Linked DNA regions of Canis lupus: region 1 is linked to region 2. The links are chromatin contacts, called in public Hi-C maps. All regions are on one chromosome and are shown on one strand. The core of a region is the stretch at or near the end of the contact, and the rest is flanking DNA. Distances in the headings are between cores, read along the strand shown.

Region 1 (6,972 bases), core at 1,471-3,970, 300 kb before region 2:
CACAGGAGACATGAGCTCGCCAATGCCAGAGCGGGCTTCATAACTGATGAACATGCTCATGAAGACTTTACGGAGTCCAGGCATGGTCTAAGGCCTTGACGTGTCCTATCCCACTTCATCCTCCCAACAGCCCTATGAGAACATAGGTGAAGCCGTTTTGCAGATGAGGAAATTCTGCACAGAAACATGAAATGGCTTGCCCGAGGTCATGCACTCACTAAGGAGAATTCTCGCCCCAGGCATCCTGTCCCTGTCCTGCATCTGTGTGCAGAGCTCCTCTTGTCGGCCAGATACTGCCCTTCACCTACATTGTCCAATTTAACCTGCACAACAATACAAAGAAGGTATTATTTCCATTTTTAAACATGGGAAAACTGAGGTTCGGAGAGGTGAAGTGTGTTGCCCAAAGTCACACAGCTGGTAAGTGGTGATGGGCTCACCCATGTCTGCCTCACTCCAAAGCCCTTGATGTGTTTCATGACATCCGTGTTCTCATCTTCTGGGACTGTATCCCTCTTCTCTGAGTCTCCAGCATGCCCACCCGTGGTTTGTATAGGTTAAACCTTGACTCAAGAGTAGGATCCTCTTGGTTGTTTCACACAAGGGGCCTCCCTTGTTGGAGAGGGAGGAGAGAGGGGATGCCCCAGAGCTAAAGGGACAGTGTCCCCAGGGTGGGCTTGGAGGGTTTTGTGCAGGTGGGAAAGGATGAGGGAGGTGAAGCAGAGCTGGCTGGCCACCAGGTCCAGTGGGTCTTTCCTGGCTCTGTATCAAAATCCCCTTTTAGAAAACATAAGTTAGCAGTGGTAGAGATTTGGGTGGAAGTTGGGGGTGACTCCAAGGAGCAGCTAGGGCTGAGAGGTGCTCATCACACCCACTGCTGTTTATGCAAAAATTCTGATCAATACAGGAAACTAGGGATGTCTGGGTGGCTCAGCAGTTGAGCATCTGCCTTTGGCTCAGGGGGTGATCCTGGGGTTCAGGGATCAAGTCCTGCATCACGCTCCCCACAGGGAACACCAAGCCCTGAGCTCTTTATTTCACATGCTTGGGGGAAGAGTCGAGGCTGTCACATGGAAATACACATCCGCTGACACACCCACAGGCATAAGGACACGTTAATTCACATCCTTGGCTTTCCCAAGTGAGGGATGATTGGGCCTGGCTTCAAAGTGGCTAGAGGCCATTGATGGAGAGGGAGGAGAATCTTCCTTCTCGTGTGTTTCTTGCTCCCATTATTCTTCCCCACAAGCATGGAGGACTTCAGTAATACAAAGACGTTCCCAAGGTGCCTGTGGGCAGGGCAGCCCTGGGAGTATGTGCAGCCTGGGGCTCACTGTTCTCCTGACCCCTGGTTCTCTGTGATGTTCTCTGGGTGGACAAGCGAGAATGTAGGGCTGCGGTGGGGACCGGGGCAGACCTCACAAGGTCTGCATGTCCACAGCTCCCCTCCTGGGACCTGCCAGTCAGTTACTTCCCATTCTGTTACAGGTCACTCCAACTGCCATGAGCCACTCCTGATGTGCCACCTGCTTCCTTCCCCTCTCTTGGGAGGCATCCTTCACCCTGCCACTGACGTGAGCTTCTCCTGTGTCCGAAACTCCCCCTCTTCCGGACCTCCCACTCAGGTAACGGTCCGGGACCCCACAGGCCACATCTTTCCCTGCTTCTACTGGTGGGGGAAGGCAGGGAGGTTAGTTTAGTCAGTTGAAGGGTGGAAGTGAAAATTGCTGTCGTGCGGCTGACTCTGAAGGCCCAGTGTTATGCCTGCTGTCCCCAAAGGCCCTGGAGCCCTCTCAGGGTGTCTGTCTAGGGACACTCACTTCATTTTTAACAAAACTCCTAAAAGCGGGGCACCTTCAGTGGTTGAGCATCTGCCTTTGGCTCAGGTCGTGATCCCAGGGTCCTGGGATCGAGTTCCGCATCAGGCTCCCCAGAGGGAGCCTGCTTCTCCCTCTGCCTGCGTCTCTGCCTCTTTCATGAATAAATAAATAAAATCTTTAATAAAAAAAAAAAACCTCCTAAGAGCCCAACTGTACCAAGAATGGTGGATGTGGCCGTGCTCTCCCAAACATATCCCTGCCCACAACTGAGCTGGTGACTCTCCAGGTCCCGTAAAGCTCAGCTCAGGAGCATCAGACAGGAGCTGCTCCAAATGCCTGCTGTCCTCACAGGTTCTCAACCCCAATCATCCTCCTGGAAGCTGCAATAACCCGGGGCAAGGGCTCCCCAGAAGGGCCACCTCCCCTCCCACACACATGGCTGGGAGCCCAGTGAACCAGAGGTAGAGAGTGGGCAGGATGCCGAGCTCCCTGCGTGGGCCAGGCTCAGGTAGGGCAGGCACTGATTGTAAGGCTGGTGTGCAAAGCTCAGTCTCAGAATCCCCCTCCCCAGCTCAGCTCAGGAGCCTTCTTACCCTCACGCTTCATTCTTCTTCGATGCAGGAAAGCCCTCATCCCCCTAGAAGCAGGCATCAGCCATTAGTCACTTGAGGCCACTCCTCAGCACTCCTTGACTGGACCCAAGTCCTCCTCTGAGCTCTAGGCTCAGAGCTTCCTAAACAAGGCTTAACTGTGAACTCTGTTTAACCTGCTTCTGGAACAGGCTGGGTCAGGCCTCCACCCTTTCCTGTCTTGTGGCAGGCAAGGGGCACATCAGACCAGGGCTGTCCCTAAGCGTGAGAAGGCTGTGGTGTACCTTACGGAAGAGACACGTGTAGAAGACAAGCCGCATTGTCACACAGAGCAAGATTCTAGGTCTGCCGGTAGCTTGTATCTTCTGGGGCCCACTCCGTAGGCTGGGCCTGCTGCTCCTTCCGCCCCATCCCCGTCCCTGCTTCAGCTGGTCCTGGGCAGCAGGCGGGGGGCAGGGCAAACAAGAGTGTCTGAGGGGGGTTGGGGGGTGTTCAGTGATATGTCAGCTCTAGGTGGGAGGAGGGTGTCCCAACTCCCCTGAGATCCTATTCTGGAGGTGAGAGCAGCACAAGGTTTGGCCTCGGCTTCAGCTCTAACACGGGCCCAGCTGTACACCCCCCTCTTGGAAATGTCCTCAGAGCTGCTGGAGGCCCTCAGGCCCATGCCCATGACCTTAGAGGTTGTCCGTGACACAGTGGGCAGCAAGTGGAGGGAGGCTTGGGGCTCCAGAATGTCCCTTCCCTGGCCTGTCCTCACGGATCTCCTCTCTACTCCCCCTTCCCATCTCCATCCCCAGATGCCTGGGCTCCTTCCCTACAGGAAAGCCTGACCCTGGCTGTCACCCCACCTCACAAAACACAGACCTCTCCCACTGCCTGCCCAGCAGGCACCTGAGACCCTGCTTGAGGACCCCCTGTCCACTGCATTTCAGGGCCCCAGAGCCCCGTGAGGAGCCTGGCTGGGGTGTGAGTGGGGGTCTGTGGTGAGGGCTTGGGTCGGTGCCCTGCGATGCCACTATTTTCCCTAACCAGGCGGGATGGGCCTCTGTGACCTAGGCTGAGGACCAACCTACCGAACATGATTTCTGCAGGGAAACCAAATTCTGAATCCTGAGCCAGCAGCTTGCAGAGACGTGGAAGTCCAGGATCTGTGGTGCTTTGGGTGTGAGGGGAGGGCAGCGTCATAGCGCAGATCCCACGGGGGCTGCTCGGCTGGCTTCGAGGCCCTCTGTGGACACAGCCCAGGCTGTTCTCCCAACCCTCCAGAGCACCCCCTCACCTTCTGTCCTCTGCACCTTCTAGCACCCCCTTCCCACCTCCCCTGCCAGTTGCCTTCAGACGCAGCACTTCGCTGGGCAAACGGAGCTATAAAGACACAGTGGATCCTCACTATTCATGGATTCCGTCTGCAGATTTACCTGCTCGCTAAAACTCGTCACCCCCCAAACCAATCCTCAGGGCTCTTTTGTGGTCATGCGTGGCCAACACGCAGAGTGGCGAAAATCTGAGTTGTCCTTCTGGACACTCGCAGCCGAGGGCGCGACATGACGCGTCCAGGCTGGGAATAAGGGTCCTTTTCACAGTCTCAGCAGGGACGTGGTTTTCTGTTTGGGTTTTTTCTATTTTTGTGATTCTGTTGGTGATTACACCAGGGCGGTGCTGCAGGGCTGTGTGGTGCTGCCAAGCACAAGACGGCTGTGGTAGGCGCTGCGGAGAAAAGGGGGAGTGTTCGGCAAGCTTCGGGCAGGCACAAATTACAGGGCCCTGGGCCGTGGGTGCAGCATTAAGGAATCGCAATACGTGTGACAGTCTCTCAACTAAAACACACATAAAACAAGGTTATTGATTGAAAAGTTCGTGTCCAGAGGCTGCAGGAACCCAACGCTGTGTATCCCCAGGGGCAAAGGTTCAGAAGGTGCTCCTTCACTATAAAGAGACTATATGGGACGCCCGGGTGGCTCAGCGGTTTAGCGCCCGCCTTCGGCCCAGGCCGTGATCCTGGAGACCCAGGATCGAGTCCCACGTTGGGCTCCTGCAGGGAGCCTACTTCTCCTCTATGTCTCTGTGTGTGTGTGTGTGTGTGTGTGTGTCTCATGAATAAATAAATAAAATTTAAAAAAAAGAAGAAGAGACGCAGGGTCTGGGTGGGAGCCACTGCTGCGACGCCTCGAGGCACCGTGTGAAACCTGCTGGGTTTGGACAGTCAGGGTGGCCATCTCGAAACAACCTTCCATCCAACTGGAAGGCGATGCATGCGTAGCACCATGTGGGGAGCAGAACATAGGACTGACCAGGTGTTAGGGCTCTGAAGACTCTGTGTGACCTCAGGCAAGTCATGTGATATTCAGGGACTCGGTTTCCCCACCCATAACATGAAGATAATAGAACTGACACCTGGCTGGATTTGCTCTGAGGGTCAGACGTGTCTTGTGAGCTCGGATACCAGGACTCCACTGGTATCTTTTGAGAAAGAATTCATCCCAAGGGAAAAGGCAGATGGTCTTGGCCAAGAGTGACTAGCACATTCCCAGGGAGGAAAAGGAGGAAGGACAACTTGGAGAACCAGTCTGTGTCGGCCACTCACGTTGGCTTCTAGCCTGGCCCTAAGGACTTGCACCTGAGGGGACTACCATGAAGGCTGCTTGCCTAAGAACCTTGGTGAGACCCAGGGAGCCCAAAGCTACCAGCATTGGAACTGACATATGGCCCCGGGCAGAGGCAGGGTGTCTCCCCTCAAAGAAGGGTGCCATGTACCATGGCCACCTGGCTCACCCTGTAGGAGCTGGTACCCACATGGGCAGTATCCCACCCACCCCATCCTTCTCCCACAACCGCTTGATGCAGCACCTTCCGAGGGAGCTGAGGGAGGCACAAAAGCCCAAGAAAGACTGTTAACTCCTGTTCACATGACCTTTTTTTTAATAATTTTTTTTTAGATTTTATTTATTTATTCATGATAGACAGAGAGAGAGGCAGAGACACAGGCAGAGGGAGAAGCAGGCTCCATGCAGGGAGCCCGACGTGGGACTTGATCCCAGGTCTCCAGGATCACGCCCCGGGCCAAAGGCAGGCACCAAACCGCTGAGCCACCCAGGGATCCCCCCATGTGACCTTTTTATTTTCCCTCCAGATTTGCACAGCTAGGGAGACGGGGGTCCCAGATGCTTGACAATCAGCTGGGCTGGTAGCTATGAAAGATTTTGAAGAGGTGCCAAAAAAGCCAGACAACGCAAGGGTTTTTTATATTGGTCCTTTCAGAAACACCCCCTGGCAGGGTGGCAGCCCTCATGAACCGGAGCTGCGTGGGTCCTTCGGGTGCATCTCTGCAGTGAGGCCAGGCCTGGTGGAGGACGTGTGCCCGGAATGTCCCTCCTCACCCAGAAGCCCGATACCCAGGCCAGCCGGTGTTTACCCACACCACCTGCCTGCTCTTTCTGTCAACAGGGGTATATTTTTCACAGTGTTTGTTTGTTTGTTTGTTTGTTTGTTTGTTTGTTTGTTTGTTTTGCTGCTTTGGGTTGAGAAACTGTATCTCCCCAGTCACCTCCATCAATGGGAGCTGCTCCCGGGACGGTGCTGCTACGTGGCAGGTCCTCGGTATATAAATGCTGGGTTCCTCTTCCTTCCTTCCCCTTCCCCTTAGATTCCACCTCCTGGGCTTTTCTGGTGCTAAGTCAAGTTACTGCAGGAAGAGCTTTTATTGGCAAGAAAGACACGAATGGGAAACAGAAACTCTTGACGAGCTGAGGCAGCAGCCCCTGTCCCTCCCGGAAAGGCCCCAGAATCAGTCTGTCCTCCATCTCCCAGCTCTGCCCAGCTTCCCTCTACCCCTGCTCGGAGTCCTGCTGGCATTGGCCACCTAGCTCAAGAACTCCCCCCTCAGTGCCCTCAGCTAGCTCAGCTTCTATGATCCGTTGGAACTTTCCAACACGGGAACCGAATAGCCCACCTCTTCAGGGCACGGTTGCTGGCTGGCCAACCCCGTGGGGCTGCTGCAGGGGCGGGTGACCGCGTGCTTCAGCTGTACGGCAGATCTGGAGCCCTCTGCTCTGGCCTGGGCTTAGGCATGGCCACATCACACTCACAGAGGGACATCCAGAACAACCACCCCTTCCCCAAACTTCACTGGACACTGGGAGCCATAGAGAAGCCTGCGGCCTTGTCTCCTGGGAGTGCTCTGTGGACAGGCCAGGCCGGGGGTGGGCGTGGGGGGGTAGGAAGGTGCAGTTCAGCAAGGAGACAGGGGAGGGGTGAGGTGTGCCAGAGACACCTGGACCTGAGACGGCACTTTTCCCCTTTTTCCTCACTGTCCCCTCTCCCGGAGATGCAGAGGCCTGCACTGGGGCTGAGAACAGACTCTGACCTCTCTTGGGACAACGTGGCCCTTCTTTCTCAGGGGATGTCAGTGACTAATCACCTGCAGGGTTTTGCTCTTCTTCCCTGAGTCCACTCTGGCACGAAAGGATCCCAGAGGCCAGAAGATGGTTTGGGCCCCCTGACACTGATGTCAGAGAATGCTACAAATGTGTCACACAGGTGGCATGGAAGTACCCACCCCCCCC
Region 2 (6,928 bases), core at 4,374-6,873:
TGGATGGGAGTCTCAGGTATATATTTTATAAGCAAATTTTCAGTTAAAACAAATGAATCTTGGATAAAACAACATCTCCACCATGTGACCACCTAGGATATAAATCACTAAAAACTCTTAAAGCAGAGTTGCATTTTTGCACTTCTAGGTATACAGAAAAATCATTTTTAGTATGTCCATTGGACCAGATGAAATTAAGCTGAAGAACTATGCTTCATACTTGACAGGTTCTATTCCATCCTAAGCCAGTATTAAAGATGTGACTTCTCAGAGCTTGGCAGCACTAAGAATGATATAATTTCCTCCTGAGAAGGGATATGATAACATTGAACCTATGAATCTATCAAGTTTTAGACATCATGACTCTAAAATCCAAAATGTGAGGTGCCTCAGTGGCTTGGTTAGGCGTCCAACTCTTGATTTTGGTTCAAGTCATGATCTCAGGGTCATGGGATTGGACCCTGCATTGGGCTCTGAGATCAGCATGGTCTGCTTGCCCCTCTCCCTCTGTTCCTCCCCACTGCTCACTCTCTCTAAAATAAATTAATTAAAAAAAAAATCCAAAATGTGTGAACTCTGATCATTCAATTCACCAAAATCAAGGACATTTATGATATTACACGGCAATCTAGAAGATAATTAATTTTTAGCCCTGGAAAATGATGCTATAATGTTCTTCTGTCTCTGAACTCCCAGATATTTCTATAATTAATCATAGAAAGAGCTATTTTTCAGTGGTCAGCAAGTGCTGCTTGTTGTGTAATATTTCAGTTTTCTCTACTGAACCTCAAATAGACAAATTTAAGCTTCTTAGCTTATAGTAGTCACTTTAGGAATCACGTATATTTAAAAAGAAAGAAGATAGACTTGTGAACAGGAATGGGAACTTGCAAAATAAAAAAATTTAAATAATGCTATTAAGTATATATAAAACTGATCAAGTGGCTACATCTATCCTAATCACCTTAAGATTGGCCACTTGTAAGAAAATAAAGAATATAATTACCATACAAATATTTTTTAGTGTTTTGTGCAAGGCTCTGTGGTTGATTTGGGCATAGGATCCTGGGAATTAAAATACTGTATTTTGAAAGAAGAGTTTGAAAACACAGAACAGAAAGGCAATCCAACATGTTTTTCCAGAAAGCAGAATAAAGTAGTTAAGGTTATCTCCAGTATTCTGAATTCTCAATTTCCTGGTAATCTGTGAAACTGCGGGAGTACATGGATTATCAATTTCTGAAAAGCTCTGGCCGTGAAAAGTGTGATATATTCTGACAATCAGAGTGAGATCTGGCTATGTTAAGAAGCAAGAATTAACTTTTACTGAACATCTACTGCAGGAAAAGTTAATAGTAGTTTACATTAAACTTACTCATCTAAGAAGAAATATTTGTAAGAATACTTTAGCCTCCTATTTGTGAAGGAAGTCTGGCAACTTACCTTCCAGATGTAGGCAGCCTCATCACTTGAGCCACTGACTAAAAACTGGTCATCTGGACTAAGACTTGATTTAACATAAAAAGTAGAGTTTTGATGTCCATTGAAGATAGCCACTGCCAGAGGAAAAAAAAATCCAATTACTTGGTTCTTGTTATTACTCATGTTCAAATAAATGTAGACAGTACACATGTTCTAACAAGATTTATTAGTGTGGTAACTATTGAATATTGGAACATTGTCAAGTTACATTCACTAAATTAAAGGGAACTGGCAGAAAAGTAAAGAAGTCTCAGAAAGAGGTTTTATATTAGACCCAATCTCATGATCTAAGGCCAAATACTTGATATGGAGCTAGCTATAGAAGAGAAAGTAATGGAGAACATTCTTAAGGAGAAGAATGCAACTAGTGTCCACTCTTTTAGTAAAATGCCTTTATCTGAGCCTCCTTCCTCACTCTAGGGTAGGGTTTTCTCCTTTGTATAATACATTGGTCCCTCTTCCTCATAAACTTCAAATCTTGAAGGTGAATTTCATTTTATTCTTTCCCCACCAGACCTCACAGTGCTTTGAACACCGTAGATCTTCAAACACTTATTGCATGAATAGGTAATAATCAGTGGAAAGTGTTAAGATTTATGGATAGCTAATTTGGAATGTGGGAATCTTTTTATTTATTGGGGTGGGAATCTTTTTAATCTAACACTTTGAATAGGCTGAGAAGTAGCTAGTGGGGTAAATTCTATGTTTGTATGTAAGATACTTCAACTAGGTTAGGCTTAGCCTTCAGGCTTAGACTTCTTACTATCTGTGATAAAAGGGCAAGTAACTCAATCTAGCAATGTGCTTGATGGGTTCTTCTAACCTAAGATGACCAAAATTTGAGGCCTCTGGTATCAGAACACAATAGAAAATACAAAAAAACCCCTCAGTTATTGGAAAATTTAAGGATATATTTAAGCAGGAAACAATATTCACTCCAATCTTCTAACAGAAAGGAAGGAGCTTAATGGCTTTCCTTCAGTGTTAACAGAAAAATTCCTTTTGCCAGAACAAAACTGGAAAAAGGCTTTGTATTTTTAGCTTTTTAAGAAAAAACCTACATACCAAATATAGGTTTTTAAAGCACCTACACTTCGACAGTGGATGTTAAACAGAATATGAATCAATTCAGATACACATTTTCTTTTTATCTACTATGATAGATAAATCCCCACAAAATAAACAGACTCCTTTACTCCTGAATACAACTCTCTAAAGGTATAGTTGTTTATCTTTTTAACCCTAACTATGAATGGAAAACTACAGACCAAATCTTCCACTAGACCTGTGAGTATTTATTGCCCTCTGCTGGTCTAATCACATATACTGCCAATGCTTCAAAGCATTCAAAAAATCCTAAAACCTGTACTGGCTTTGATTAGCCCAGCTTAATCTTTCTTTGATAATTTGGCCTTGGGCAGCCAAGGTGGCTCAGCAGTTTAGTGCCACCTTCAGCCCAGGATGTGATTCTAGAGACCTGGGATCGAGTCCCATGTCAGCCTCCTTGCATGAAGCCTGCTTCTCCCTCTGCCTGTGTCTCTGCCTCTCTCTCTCTCAATCTCTCTGTGTCTCTCATGCATAAATAAATTTTTTAAAAATCTTTTAAAAAAATAATAACTTGGGCTCTGAAAATGCTTCAGTGAAGTGCTTCAGAGTCATCCGTGTGAACATCACTTAGTATAATAAAACACTGTGAATTAAAAGTATGGGAGATGAAGTATTAAGCTCAGGAGGTAAGCAATTACCTCCTGTCCTACACATCTGTCACTCAATCTCTAAGGAACATAGCTACCTACCTATCTAATTATCTATCAGAGCCAATAAAATAATTTTAGGAGAACAGGAAAAAAGTTAATAAATTATTAGTAAGTTGCCTTGAGCATATTTGACTAAACTCAAGGACCCCTTTAGGGTCACACTACAAAAAATGACATAGAAAGAGCTCTTGTACACTCGATAATACAATTAGGATTATGCTTTTATCTTTTGGAGAAAGATTTTGAAAAGTCTATTTTATAGGACTATCTAAATTAGACGCTGTCCAAGTTCTGATTTCATTCAGGAAAACAGCGAAAGTTATAAACTGCTTCCCTTTTCCAAATACTCTTGCTCTTTTATTTTTTTAAATTTACTTTTTTATTTTTTAAAGATTTTATCTATTCAGGAGAGGCAGAGAGAGAGAGAGAGAGAGAGAGAGGTAGAGACACAGGCAGAGGGAGAAGCAGGCTCCATGCTGGGAACCTGATGTGGGACTCGATCCCGGGTCTCCAAGATCATGCCCTGGGCTGAAGGCAGCACTAAACCGCTGAGCCACCCGGGCTGCCCTATTCTTGCTCTTTTAAAGACAACACCAGATCTAATCCAGGGCATTGGAAATACCAACTACAAAGCTGTCACAGAACTCAAACTCCTAATATTGGCTTGGGGCAGACTTTGGAACCTTCTGTAAGGGGATCCCTGGGTGGTTCGGCGGTTTGGTGCCTGCCTTTGGCCCAGGGCATGATCCTGGATTCCCGGGATCGAGTCCCACGTCAGGCTCCCTGCATGGAGCCTGCTTCTCCCTCTGCCTGTGTCTCTGCCCCTCTCTCTGTGTGTCTCTCATGAATAAATAAATAAAATCTTAAAATTAAAAAAAAAAAAAAAGCCTAGCTAAGTTCTGTACTATTTTAAGATTTCTTATTTAATAGTAAATCCTACTTCAGTGGGAGCTAGATAGCTTTAGGGATTGGTTATAGAACAGAGTTATACCTGAGTAATAACCAGGTACTAATATGTAGCTTACCTCAACAGTTGATAAGGTTCTCAAAATTATGTAACCAAAATAGCCTTCTTAGAGTATGTCTGAGAAACTTTCATTTCTTTTTTTTTTTTTAACTGCCATGTATCAACTTTAAACACCAGATTTCAATTTTAATTTTCTTGAAGGGAAAAAAAAAAGGTGAGGTTGGGGAAAACTAGAGATAAAATAGACACTGCCCGACATTAAGAAGGCTGATAAAAGGTAGATAAAAACTATTTTTGGGTTTAAAATATTCAGCTCCTTAATTGTAACAAACAACCTCCAAACAAGATAAAAGCTGAAAACAGCCTTTTGTATCCTACAAAAATTGAGATAATTCTAAATATAGTCAAATGGGCATAATTTCAGAAAAGACTCACTGTTAAAATTAAGTCACCATATTCAGCAAGATTTTGTTTGCTTGTGAAATTATCACAAAGAAAATACATCTATGAAAACATCATTGAAACTAATCAAAGACCCCAAAGTCCTCCTATGTTTTAATAAATCTGGTTTAGAAAAAAGATCAACATTAAGTTATCATTAACAAAAACCTCTGTATTAGTTTCTGGGTAAGAGATTTATTTTTTATTTTTATTTTTCCAGGTAGAGATTTTAATTTTAAATGGCTAAGATCTTACCTGGAGAAGTCTTTAATCCAGTCATATTGAACATGTAGATATTGTCATCTGTGCAGTTAGCAAATAAAGTAGAGCCAGTGGAATCCAAAATCAGACTTGAATATCCTAGAAAAAGAAAACTCTAGTTAGCATGTCCTGATGACAGCAAGTAGAACTGAGGTAACAATGTTCAGGTAAAAAGATCGTTCCACAAGATCATCAGAATTCTTCTTCCCCCAAATATATACAAACCAAAAATATCCTTCTGAGTTTTCATCTTTTGAATTTCAAAAAGATACAGCCATATGTTAATCTCAAGTCTATGTTGCTGAAAACTACCTTGGTATTTATTTTTAAAATTGTAACAAAAACTCACATCTCCAAAAAAGTCCTACAGGGTATAAAAAAAGGCTTACCTAGTTTTCGAGTACTGCTACCTGGGTACAGGAAAGACTTGGATGCTATGGGTTCCTGTCGATAAGCAGTATAATTCTTACGTAAATCCCATATCTTGATTACCCTAAAAACCAAGGTAAAGAAAATTATTTTGTAACCCCCCCAAATCCAACTAGTTTCAACTACATTGAATATGAGATGACTTTTAATCTAACTCTTCTGGCACATCAACCAGGTAAAATGAGGATATCTCATTGGGAAACAGATTAAACTATCTCATACTGTTGTTTCCAACGTCAGGCTAACAACTCAGGCAGAACGGAAACAGATGTGGTCTGACCCAGCGATGGGTTACCTTGAGTTTACTTCAAGGGAGCGGAAAAGGAAGATGAAGGTTGGGTTTTGATGATCATTGTTTCATTGTTTCAGAAAAAAAAAAAAACAAAGCAAAACAAATACTTCCTAAACCTTTAACACTCTGCATGTAACCTCTAACATCGTAAGTAACAAGCTGTTCCTATGGTTTTATCTCTACATAGAACTCCTTAAGTAATCCAGTCTAAACAACTTTTCCTGTGAAATAAAGAAATAAAGTATTTTTTTTAGTTCATCTATTGGTATAATTGTCTTAATCCTCAACTTGTAGTGTTTTTTTTTTTTTTTTTTAATTTAAAGATTTATTTTTTAGAGAAAGAGCAAGTGAGTAAGAGCAGGATCAGGGGTATAGAGGGAAAGAGAGAATTCCCAGCGGATTCCCTGCTGAGCAGGGAGCCCTAACTCAGGGTTCCATCTCACAACCCTGAGGTCATGACCTGAGCCAAAGCCAAGAGTCAGTCACCTAACTGAATGAGCCACCCAGGGACCCCTCACCATCTAATTTATAGGCTACATGAAAACACAAGCTTGGTATAAAAGTACAGTATCCTTGAAAACAGAACAAGCTTTCATAGCCATTCATAAGCATAATTAATAACCAGCAGATAATCCTCCATTTGTGTCTGAAAATTTGGTCCACAGAGGAGTTTTGGTGTCCAGAAGACACAATGGAAATCCTAGTTCATTAAGCCATCATCTTTTAAAATTAGTTTCAAAGGGAGGGATGTCTTGAGAGATATGACAAACAAGTAAGAGGGCGAAGAAGGGGGCTTAAAAACACTCAAAGAATTTTTATGGTAACAAAACAAACAATCAAGAAGTATCACAAACTTATTTGGAAGCCAAACATTCAGACCAATCACAGATAGCAGGTATGTAAAAGTCATTAGGATTTATCATTATAGTTAGATTATACTCCAATATGCCCATGATAGAGAATCAGATTCCTTCTTTTAGGGGTATTACTAAACCTGAGAAGATAAAAAATCCAAAAAAATAGAAATTTTATTCCTTAAAATGAAACTCACTGCCTAAAGTATACTGCATGGACAAGACAGCTATCCATCTAGCTTCTCTACAGCAGCAGCAGCAGCCAACACTGCTCCTATGTGCTATATAATGTGTGAAGTGTGACACACGGATCACCTCATTTAATTATTTGAGCAAGAGTCCTAACTAGATATTTTTCAGTGTGATCTGTAGTTCCTCATCTCAGCTGGGTATTCACTATGTTGAAAGTTAAAATAGCATACACATTCGATTAAAATGGGACTAG

The links. A called contact is a pair of places that touch in the nucleus more often than the background predicts.
Region 1: a Hi-C map of blood shows a contact between it and region 2, with 6 times the contacts expected there. The contact joins two enhancer-like sites. A contact is called at or near these places in 7 of 9 Hi-C or Micro-C datasets (amygdala, blood, liver and 1 more).

What each region holds. Positions count from the first base shown.
Region 1 is chr7:10,488,624-10,495,595 of UU_Cfam_GSD_1.0, reverse strand. It overlaps LOC102155131 (a long non-coding RNA gene), which reads left to right. Exons shown (of 6, transcript XR_005361923.1): 3 at 1,489-1,625. Among named protein-coding and RNA genes, the nearest start is that of NENF, 25 kb to the right of the region's middle. Within about 2 kb of position 2,720, at least 1 of the 20 cell types and tissues checked has an H3K27ac peak or open chromatin away from gene starts, as enhancers often do. A contact at or near this core is called in blood, where this site is marked.
Region 2 is chr7:10,194,661-10,201,588 of UU_Cfam_GSD_1.0, reverse strand. It overlaps DTL (denticleless protein homolog), which reads right to left. Exons shown (of 17, transcript XR_005361915.1): 9 at 5,298-5,401; 10 at 4,903-5,007; 11 at 1,444-1,556. Among named protein-coding and RNA genes, the nearest start is that of DTL, 18 kb to the right of the region's middle. Within about 2 kb of position 5,623, at least 1 of the 20 cell types and tissues checked has an H3K27ac peak or open chromatin away from gene starts, as enhancers often do. A contact at or near this core is called in blood, where this site is marked.